3 separate regions of the Zea mays genome follow, and all the other regions are linked to region 3. The links are chromatin contacts, called in public Hi-C maps. All regions are on one chromosome and are shown on one strand. The core of a region is the stretch at or near the end of the contact, and the rest is flanking DNA. Distances in the headings are between cores, read along the strand shown. Region 1 holds the start of LOC103646344. Region 2 holds the start of LOC100381656 (Sterile alpha motif (SAM) domain-containing protein). Region 3 holds the start of LOC103646347 (probable inactive ATP-dependent zinc metalloprotease FTSHI 3, chloroplastic).

The links. Hi-C and Micro-C count contacts between places; a contact is called where the count stands out from the background.
Region 1: a contact with region 3 is called in a Hi-C map of tassel, with 2.5 times the contacts expected there. The contact joins the promoter of LOC103646344 here to the promoter of LOC103646347 in region 3. A contact is called at or near these places in 5 of 25 Hi-C or Micro-C datasets (ear, endosperm, leaf and 1 more).
Region 2: a Hi-C map of leaf shows a contact between it and region 3, with 7 times the contacts expected there. The contact joins the promoter of LOC100381656 here to the promoter of LOC103646347 in region 3. A contact is called at or near these places in 2 of 25 Hi-C or Micro-C datasets (leaf and tassel).

The regions. Positions count from the first base shown.
Region 1 is chr2:41,787,771-41,791,239 of Zm-B73-REFERENCE-NAM-5.0, forward strand. It overlaps LOC103646344, which reads right to left and starts at 1,767. Exons shown (of 3, transcript XM_008671077.4): 1 at 1,309-1,767; 2 at 1,171-1,220; 3 at 313-1,064. The coding sequence starts at 1,417. The coding sequence ends at 747. It overlaps LOC103646343, which reads left to right. Exons shown (of 5, transcript XM_008671075.4): 5 at 1-341.
Region 2 is chr2:42,355,849-42,359,346 of Zm-B73-REFERENCE-NAM-5.0, forward strand. It overlaps LOC100381656 (Sterile alpha motif (SAM) domain-containing protein), which reads right to left and starts at 1,493. Exons shown (of 6, transcript NM_001174471.1): 1 at 1,307-1,493.
Region 3 is chr2:42,048,485-42,052,003 of Zm-B73-REFERENCE-NAM-5.0, forward strand. LOC103646347 (probable inactive ATP-dependent zinc metalloprotease FTSHI 3, chloroplastic) reads left to right here and starts at 1,596. Exons shown (of 5, transcript XM_008671081.4): 1 at 1,596-2,783. The coding sequence starts at 1,869.

The DNA of each region.
Region 1 (3,469 bases), core at 517-3,016, 260 kb before region 3:
GCCCTTCGTCTCTGTCATGCTTGAGCCCCGTGGAGGTCCATGTTAAATTCATTCATCAAATGTTTCTCTCCTCTCCTCTCCTCTTGTCTTTCTGCTCCCCTGCTGTTCTTATTTATCTCTAGCAGGTTAATGGCTTGTCGGATTCGGTAGTGGCTTGTAATTTACAGAACACTATGAAGAGTGAGGACTCAAGTCATAGCTTTGGTATAGAATTTGCGGATACTTGTTCGAGTATTATTCCGGATGAATGAACATCCATTCATGTGGGGTGAATGGCGGCCATTTGAGCCGTGAGCCCGTGATACAGGCATATGCAGTAAAATGGTGCGCATACATGTAAATCACTGAAACTATTACAAGCAAATAAGCACATCTGCGACCTGATACTAAAGCAGATGTATATACTACATGGCATCTATCCTCAAGCATGAACACCAGTGACAAAATTGCCCGTCTGCACTGCACATGAACGGTCCATGCTGTTGCAGTCTGGGCTAAACAGGATGTCCAGCTTGAAGGCTAGATTAAGGCTGGGCACAAGCCAGGACATTATTCCATATGGGCGATTAAGTGTATAAACCTTCCTAATCTACCAGGACTAGCAACTAAAGCCGGCCTCTAGCTATATGTACCGAACTACTCATGCCATGCCATGCCATGCCCGAGACTGAGAGCACGCCGGGGACGGGGGAAGCTAGCTATTACGTACAGGCTACAGCTCACAGTGGTAGCTAATCTCTAGGCAGCTAGGGCTTCTTATTCACCTGCAGCGGCGTGGCCCCGTTGTTGATGGGCCGGCGGCGGTTCGCCTTGGATGTGTAGTCCCTCCTGAGCATGTCGTACATCTCGGTGGCCTCGTCGCCGCCGTGCCTCGCCGCTGCGCGCATCTTCACCGTCCGCGGCCGTGAGCCTGCTGCCGAAGTCGTCGTTGTCGCTCCCACGGTGGCTTTGGTTCCCTCTTTGTTCGGCGCACCGAGCTTCCGCCCTGGGAACACCTTGCCGCTGGCAGCTAAACCATCGTCGTCGTCGGTTGACGCGGTGGCCGCCAACGCCGCGCCGAGGTTCTGCGTACAGCCGTCCGAATCCTCTAGTAACTCGAGCAAAATGTATACATGTACTATAATCTACCAACCAAGGAACGATGAGAGTAGATTGGGCGTTTTCACTAACCTTATTTCCTCTGTTGTCCAGTTCATTCTTGTATGGGTTTAGCACGGCAACTGCAAGAACAGCGAAGGATATAATGGACGGGTCAAGGCAAAATCTCAAGTGCACCGAGACTGCGCGACTGAACAACGAGATACTCACCTTGCCGGGCACAGGCGACGGCGGGGAGGTGAACAGTGAGCAAGGAAACGATGAGCAAGGTAACTACAACAAGATTCATCGCACTCGTTCTTCTGGTGCAGCTCATCATGGTGTGAAGTTTCTCCCTGCAAACTACGCATACATCAGTTCGATTGCTCCCTTGTGTGGTTGTTTTTCTGTGTGCGCGCGCGTGTGTGTGTGTGTGTGATATATGCCCTTAGTTGCAAGCTAGGAAGAAGAATTTGTTGAAGAGAAGAGAGAGCATCGGAGAGGAGGCGCGTCGTGGGGGGTTGTGTGGTTTTTATAGAGAAGGAAAACGATCCAATGCTTGTAGTAGTGACCTAGGTATATGGTATGCTAGGGATGGATGGATATGCAGTCAAAGCAAGCCGAGAGGAGAGCTAGCTCTAGGAATTTCTGTTCCGACCGTACACCCGGCCTGGTTTTGTTTAACAAACCCTAGGAATAGTTTATGGATTGGTCCTGACCAAGGTATCAACCGAACCCAAGCATCCAAGAATCTTTGAATTAAGTCTGAACATGATTTGTACTTTGTAGTCTGCATATATATTTAATCGACTCAAATGTGTTAGAGAGAGAGAAGTTGATAGGTAGTATAACATTACAAGAAAGGGTTAATAATAAGTCAATAACTTATTAGGAGTATATGGTTCCATCTAATGTCAAAACTAACATTTGCTGAGATGCTACGGAGGATTTAAATCTCCGGCTATATATAGCAGTTTTAGGCAAGGACCAATTGTCTGTGTCTATATATATACTCTCTATCCCAAAATGCTAAGCATATTTTAATCGTGAAAAAAACAAACAAAATAAATTGGTCACTCAAAACACTGTTTTACATTGTAGACTGCACCATTCGCAGAGTGGAGTTTGAATATGGATACGTGGATGTAGATGTGTAAGGTGTTGGAGATAGCCTAATATCCTAGGTATTTTGAACACAAGTTTCATGTTCTAAACTTATATATAATTTGAATATGTAATTGTTAGTTAAAGGTTGTATAACTTGTTGAAATATGAGCATCATTTCAAGATAAAGGGAATACTCTAATAACCGTTGGAGAGACCCTCTACTAAATGTTATAGCAGCTAGGGATTTAGAACAACAGACACTATGATTGCATTCTCAGATTTTTATATTAATCATATTTTCATAGTTATAACTATTTAATGTTATAAATTTTTATAATTCTCTCTATAATGTTAGTTAAATTTAAAATACTTTAACTCTATAATAAATTAAAATAACACTCTATCTGTATCATAATATAAGACGTAACTAATTAACTTTTAGTCTTGTCTTATAAGATATGAGACTCTCTCTCTCTAGATATATACATCAATGTAGTAGTACACTAATATTAATAGAGAGAATTAAATATAATTTTAGTCTTTAAACTAAAGTAGTTACGTCTTATATTCTGAAATTGGAGGAAGTAATTATGACGGAGGAATGCAATTGTCATTGATTTTTTTAGACCACGCTCCGACTTCGGTTTCAACCATCAAAAAGGTAACCTCTGTCAAAGAAGAAGACAGAGACGGGACTCGTTTTTTTAACAGGTTTCCACGCACGCGGCCGGCGAGGGCGAATCCAGTTGCATACGCCGGCCGGATTTTTCCCAGTTTTTTTTTTTTGGCCGACGTGTACGCCGCCACTTTGGCATGCGAGCTAGCCCTTGGAGACTCAATTGTCGGCAGTCGGCGCTGGTCGTGGTCGGTACACTACACACTGTCCGTGCGCGTTCATGCATCAAAAGCTGCGAGTGTTACGATCGGCCTGAAGTATATTCATATCCAGGTCAAGAACTCAAAATAGATTAGTATGGCAGAAAAGAGACAATCTTATCCTTTACTAAGAGAGTGTTTCAATGAACTAGATCTATCTAGCTAACTATTAGTTATACTATTTGAATGTATTTAGCTAATTCTAGCGGCTAATGATTAGACATAGTGTATTTAAATATGGCATGACTATAATATCCATTCTCGAATATTCGTCATCCGTTAGTTTATTTTTAAACTAAAACATGATAAATAAAAATAAATTGTGATTATAACTGTGACTATATATATTCAATTGCAGAAATTCAACAATGAATTAGGACACCCATCATAGAGTAGTTTCTAGTTATTT
Region 2 (3,498 bases), core at 243-2,742, 310 kb after region 3:
TTTAGGTTTAGGGCGTAGAACGTCCGTTTCGAGCGTTTAAACGTCGTTTAAGCGTTCAAATAGTGTTTTAGGGCGTTTTACACGTTCTGAGGAAGTTCTACCCGTCCTGGGCCTTTAGCATTTTCTAGGTCACTTTCCTGGGCACTGGCCAGCGCTGGACGCGGCGCCCTCACTCCCTCAGCCAGCCGCCGCTCTGCTCTCCTCTCTCCTCAGCCACAGCCGGCCGCCCCCCTCCTCTTCTGCGCCGGCCGCCGCTCTGCTCTCCTCTCCTCAGCCACACAGCCAGCCGCCACTCTCCTCTCCTCAGCCAGCCACTGCTCCTCAGCCAGCCGCTGTGCCGCCGCCCTCGTCTTCTCCGCCGGCCACGAACTGCGACACTACGCCCACAGCAGACCATATTGGTGAGTACTGATTTTGTGCAACCATATTGCCCAACAGTGAATCAATCATTCAAGCTCTATTTGCTCAACCATATTGGTGAGCACTGATTGTGCAACCATATATTCTTGATGATCTTGATGTGGAAGAAGAAATTGAAGGAAGCAATAGTGGAAAAGATGGTGATGATCAAGGCGTGGATGCTCATGGTCTTCATATTGATGAGTTCGATGATGGTTACTTATCATGCATAAGTTGTAACTTATGTGGTTGAACTTGTGTTGTTAAACTTGATCTGTTTCTTTTTATGCTATTTGGTTTGTGAACTCAACTTATGTATGAACTTATTCTATATTTGAATTTCTATGTCAAGTATGAAAGACGTTTCAACATTCGTTTAAACGTTTAAATGTTAAAAAGTTGGTTCATAACGTTTTACCGCTTTAATAACCATGACTATATCCCACAACATCAGAACACCCATACATGTACTTATCATGTTAGCCCAACCTCCCACCCCAACCACACTAGTTAGAAACTCAAAACTACCAAGTGAGCAATCACACATAGATTAAGCCACCTTCCAAAAATCACAGCAGCATCCCTTGATTTGAGGTACGCAGCAGAACTGTACCCTCGATAGTCAACAACCAAATCCAACACCATGCAACCAACTTTTGACACACCAAAACGCGTAGGATCCACCATACAATACCTGATACCCCGCACACTAGACCCAAACTAAGGTTAACCAATGCTATACAGACCTCTACCAGATCATCGGCCCTGTTCTCTCTTGCGGGAGAATCTGCTCTGATGCTAATCAATCAACATTCAAACCATGGAAGATGCCGTAGGGAAAACCGCAATGGAGAATGAGACCACGCTAGCCTTATAAGCATGGGTTGACCCAGACTGGACAGCCCACCTGACCGCTGCGGCCGAGGGTGATGGTGACCTGGTGCCTCGAAGACGCCGACGAGGAAGCCATCTCCACCGCAGCCGACGCAGTCACGCAGAGGACGGCTTCCGCCGGAACCTTAGAGAGGCGAAGGGAGTGGCGCGACCGGACGGAGCGGCTAGGGTTTCAGGGGAATGAAGATTGGGGATGTGCGTTGAAAGTGAGACGTCGTTTACCGGCGCCGGGGACGGAACGGAAGTTGTTGCGTCGCTGGTCGCTGCACACAGACGCAGGTGCGTGCGGGCCTTTTGCGCTTTCCAGATTTCGACGTGCGAGTGTTTGGATGACTCAAGTCTCCAGCTCTAGCGGGAGATTGTTTATAATATTAATTTAAATAGTTTTAAAATTATTTTAATCTAAATAATAAACAAATAGATTATCTAAATATTTTTAAAGGCGTACACGATTTTCTAAAGCACCTAATAATCTACTTACTAATTTTATCAAATTTTCTAAAACTGCAACTGTTCTAAATAAGTCCTAACTTTCTACTAGCAAAATATCCTCTTGCAATGGGTTATACATCTTAGTTTTTCTAAAAAAAATATTGTGCTCCATTTCTTGTCCTGGTCGACTATAGATATACAGCCGGACCGCGCAACACGGTCCAAGTCCGAAAAGACATGGACGGTTATAATTGAATTTTGGACCGGTCTGGCTCATAATTATTACAGCACGTGGCGGGCCAGTTCATGGGGCTGGACTCTCAGCCCAGCATTATTAATTAAATGTGCTGGACTCATTTTGGGACCTAAATATGGATGGATCCAGATATCTATTTGGATGTTAAAATTTTGGCCTTTGTTGGGGACTTGCTCTCAAATGTTATAAATTGAGAACAAGGCAACACCAAAACAGGTTACTTGTCAATGTCCTTCGTTCTTCGAAGCATTATGTCCTCAAGGATATAATGATCTTCGAACGAAGGTCATGAATGGCATACCTTCATCATCTCAACATATATATATATCTATACTACTTATTAAGACTCTAAGGGGTAGGCTGCCCCATTCCTGGTTCTGCCATTCCGATTCCCATGTCCCGTGGCGCCATTCCCATGTCCCACCCGTAGCGTTGCCATTCCGATTCCCATGTCCCGTGGCGCCATTCCCATGTCCCACCCGTAGCGTCACCCGTAGCGTTGCCATTCCGATTCCCATGTCCCGTGGCGCCATTCCCATGTCCCACCCGTGGCGCCATTCCCATGTCCCACCCGTAGCGTTCTGCCATTGTCGGGTCCAAAAAATCTAGCTGTGTAGGAATAAAAGCTCGCGCACAGCCAAGCCTATACAGGTTGCCGCCCAACCAAGACCACAATGTTGTATCCGCACTGACACTTATAAACAGATGCGTGCACAGTTTAGTACCTGATGTGGTACTAAGTTTGGCTTGCAAATACGAAATACACGCTTTCTGGGAGGCCCATTTGCTTGTTGTGGCCCAAACCAAAGCTCACTGTCGAAGCACGGTTAGCGCCTCAGCTGCCCCCCGCGCGTCGTCGCTCCCGTCGCCACAGCACGACCTCCGCGTTCTCCGCCCCTCCCCCACCCTCGCGCACCGTCTCCTCGCTACCGCGTTCTCCACCCCTCCTCCACTCTCCCGCATGAAGCCGCCTCTCACCTCCCGCATGAAACCGCAAGCCGCAAGAAGAGGGATCATGCCCCCGCACTCTCTCTCTCTTGACCGTCGGCGCAAAGAGGCCGCACGGGGACCCACCCTCCTCCATCAAGTGCCTGGGGCGCGGCGGTGTGGTTGTCGCGGCCACCTGAGGAGGTGCCCACCACCGGCGAGCATGGCGCCACCGCTCGTGTCAGCCTTAAGGTACACGCCCCTCCAACAAAGCCCCGCTGCCCTCACCCGCCCTGAACCCTAAAACTCCTCAACCGCCAACGCCGCCGTGCTCTACTTCCGACGAGACGGCCTGCCTCGGCACCCCCGCCCCTCCTCCCCGGATCCGGTGCCCCTGCTCGTCGTGCGGTCTCCACCCCCGACAGGCACCGGGCGTTGCTCCACCCAGCCCCCGCCCCAAACCTAAAACTCCTCCCAGCCGCCGCCTACCGTGCTCTCGATGGTCACCAACGCCTCACGCACGAGGGAGAATACCGGATCCGTAGCACTATGGCGACGGGTGACAGGTTGCGTGCCATGGATCTGTACGA
Region 3 (3,519 bases), core at 346-2,845:
GCAACATCGAGCAAGGAAGTCAGTTGGGTATACTGCCCTGTGCTTTTGGATAGCTTGAAGCTGAAAGGGATGCTCATGCCATATATGTGTTTGTGAAAATGGCAATGAAAATAGTAGAGCAAAACTTAGCGGTGCAATGTTACCACATTCTTAGTACAAGGGTAGTTGTATCTATCTCTACAAACAAACAAACATGATCTCCGTTGAGTCTAATTATTTTGTTTCTAGCGAAATAAACCACACTAGGTTGCATCATAGGAGTTAGACTTGACTAGCCTCTGCCAAGATAACCGACCATGTTAGATAGGGCCAAACAATCAAACATGTATATAGGCTTGTTTGGCTTTGTAGCCTCGCGGGCACTTGCCTATGAGGCATTGCGATCCTAGCCTATAGGAAAAATCAAACACCTAGGACCACTTCCAGAGCTAGATAGCTCCACACAATAGAGAACCAAATAAACCATAGTGATGAAATATCTTAATATAAAAATCTATTAGTATATTCCCACAGATGCGTTCATGAAAATGAATTGCGCACATGCAACAAAAAACAAGTGCATCCTCGTATTTCATACAAAATCGATAAAACCTTACTCGTATGATGAATCACGACATGAAACACACAGACAAGGCGTCAAGGTATGGTAGTGGATCGAAGAATGTACGTGCAATTCAAGACAACGGGTCTCGTTTGTCACTGGACAGAAAACAACAAACAACGAAACCACACGAAATGATTAGTGCAAGTATAATAAGAGGCTATAAGATGGCTAAATGCTGGAGCAGAGGAGAAGGAAAAGAAGGGAAAGGAGAAGCGAGTTGTAAACTTATAACAGGCTTCGACACAAGAACCAAAAAGCTTTATGAGAGAAACAAGTGGGATCCTGCATTAATAATGAAGAGCTAACCATTAGGACATATATAACCTTGAGACGATGATTCGGTTTTCTAAGTTCTATCATACAACCCTGAGATTCTAGATCATAAATATAGCTAAGAGACAATATATATGAAGAGTCGTGTAGAGACGGACTCTCCGTGAAGAGCCCGTCTTTTGTATTTTTCAATTAGCTCCCTAGATACCCTCAAGAGATTCCATAATAAATAGGGTTGTACATGCCCTTATATAGATGAGCTTAATGACAAGCTACAAGGATTTTTACATCTAACTCTAGGTCTATTATTAAACTTGCTCTAAGGTTATCTTCAGTAATAAGTTTTAATGAACTATTTTCAATGCTGCTATATCAGACTTAAACTAGGTATTTATGTATGCAGAATTTTATTTCCATGAAACTCTATCATCTTCTATAAAACTCTTTCTCTTCTTTTAATTGCACTGCTACGTCACTGAATGTGACGATATGTCACCATGTTTAATGAGTATGAAACTCTGAATTGAGAATGGCCTAAACTAAAAACGATCCATCTGTTTCGTGAGTCGTGATACCAGGGGAAAAAGTATCCGATGCGAAATGCAGAATTATTTTGGGCCCAAACAAACACGTCTCATCCATGCCGGGCTGGTCGTGTGGTGTGGCCCAAGAGCTCATGGAATATGGATGAGCCGAACCAAACCAAGGCGAGCACACACTGCATAACCAAATTTTCCACGACAGCAAAAATCTCCTCGGCCATATCCGTGAATCAATAGACAAGGGAAGAATTGGGACAACACACATTCACACGAGCACACACTGCTAGAACCCAGCCGAGGATCACCGTACGCTTTGCTCCGCTCATCTCCTCCTCCGCGGAGCAATTCCGTCGAACGCCTCGCGCGCGCACGCGCTCTCGCACCGCCCTCGGCCTTTGTCCCATCGAATGCCGTAGCGCTGTGGACGGGCGCGCGCGGCGGTGCCTGCCATGGCTTCGCTCTGCCCCTTATCAGCCGCGCCCGCTTTCCCGCGCGCTGCTCGACCTCGTGCCGCAAGCTTCAGGGGACCCGCTTCCTGGAGCGGCCTCGCGGCGACCGCGAGCAATGCCTGTGTCTGTAGCTGTGGACTTCTGCCCACTGGAGGCTACGCGAGGCTGCGGTCGCGACTAAGGAGTCCCGTGCGCGCCAAGATCGACGAGGCGGACAAGGGCACGGGCGCCGGTCTGGGCTTCCCCTCGCCACGCCGTAGGAAGCTACGCTTGCGCCTGCGACCACGGCTGCGCCTCTTGTGGTGGCGGCTCCGGCGGCTGTCGCCGCGGGAGCTCATGACCGACGCCGGGGCCGCGCTGCGGCGCGCCGTTCGCCGCGTGCCTCCCGCGGCCGCGGCGCCGGTCGTCCTGGCGCTTCTCCTCGCCGTGGCGCGGCTCGCGCTGCCCAAGAACGTGGCCCGGGAGGTGGCCTACTCGGACCTCGTCGCGGGGCTCCGCGAGGGCGCCGTGGCCGCCGTCGCTTTCGAGGAGGACTCGCGCCGTATCTACTTCAGCAAGAACGCTGGGGATGATGTTGGCTCCGACACGAACGAGACCGGTGAGAACGCTGCGGCGCCGGCGCCGAAGTGGCCGTACTACGCGCGGAGGGTGCCGCACGATGAGGGCTTCTTGCTCGGGCTAATGCGGGATGGCCGGGTGGACTACCGTTCGTCGCCGCGGCCTGCTGGGAGGCTGCTCGTGGACATGCTGAGCACGCTGCTCACGCTTTGGGTCTCGCTGGTGCCCGTGATGTGGTTCATACAGCGTCAGATGTCTGGTGCGGGCGGTGCTGACAAGCGACGCAAACCGAGGAAGCAGAGGGTGGGCTTTGATGATGTTCAGGGCATAGATGAAGCCAAGGAGGAGCTTGTTGAGGTATACGTGGTTTCCATTGTTTACTCATTGACCGTACTTTGTGACGCTTGATGAATGTGGGAAGACAAAAACGATTAGGCGAGAAACATTTCATCTTAAAAGGAAGGCAATTAAACATATATGGTGTTTGGTTTGAGGAATGAGGTAGTCATCATCTTCTCATTACTTATTTTTTTGTTTGGTTTGTGGAATGGAATGAGTTATCCATCACCATTTTATTCCTCACTAATAATTAGTAATAATATGATAAATGAGTTTATTCCACCAAATTTATGGAATGGACTCATGATGCACCACCTCATCTAGAATGGATTGGTTCTTTAAACCGAACACCCCCATAGGTTTGAGAACATATCTAGTGCAAACAGTCAAGTTGATGATTGATGTAACCATGCAATCAAGAGATCTAGTGCATCAACTCAAAATCTAATGGTGGCTGCTATTTTATATTTAACCCCTTTCACCAGCTATTTTATATTTAATCTTTCCATCTAAAATAGCAGTCATCGTTGGATTTTGATTGGATCCACCAGATCGCTTAATTGCATTGTTGCACCAAGATATCTTCCCGACATTGTTATATCCGTATTTGGTATATCAGTTCAGGAAATGTCAATCAATCATACTATATTGCTGTGGGCTTGCTTTCATTTTGTATTTTCACAATTACTAAGAACGTATCTAATGACACTCACCTTTACCATTTAATCATGTGCAGTAGTTCATACATCACAAC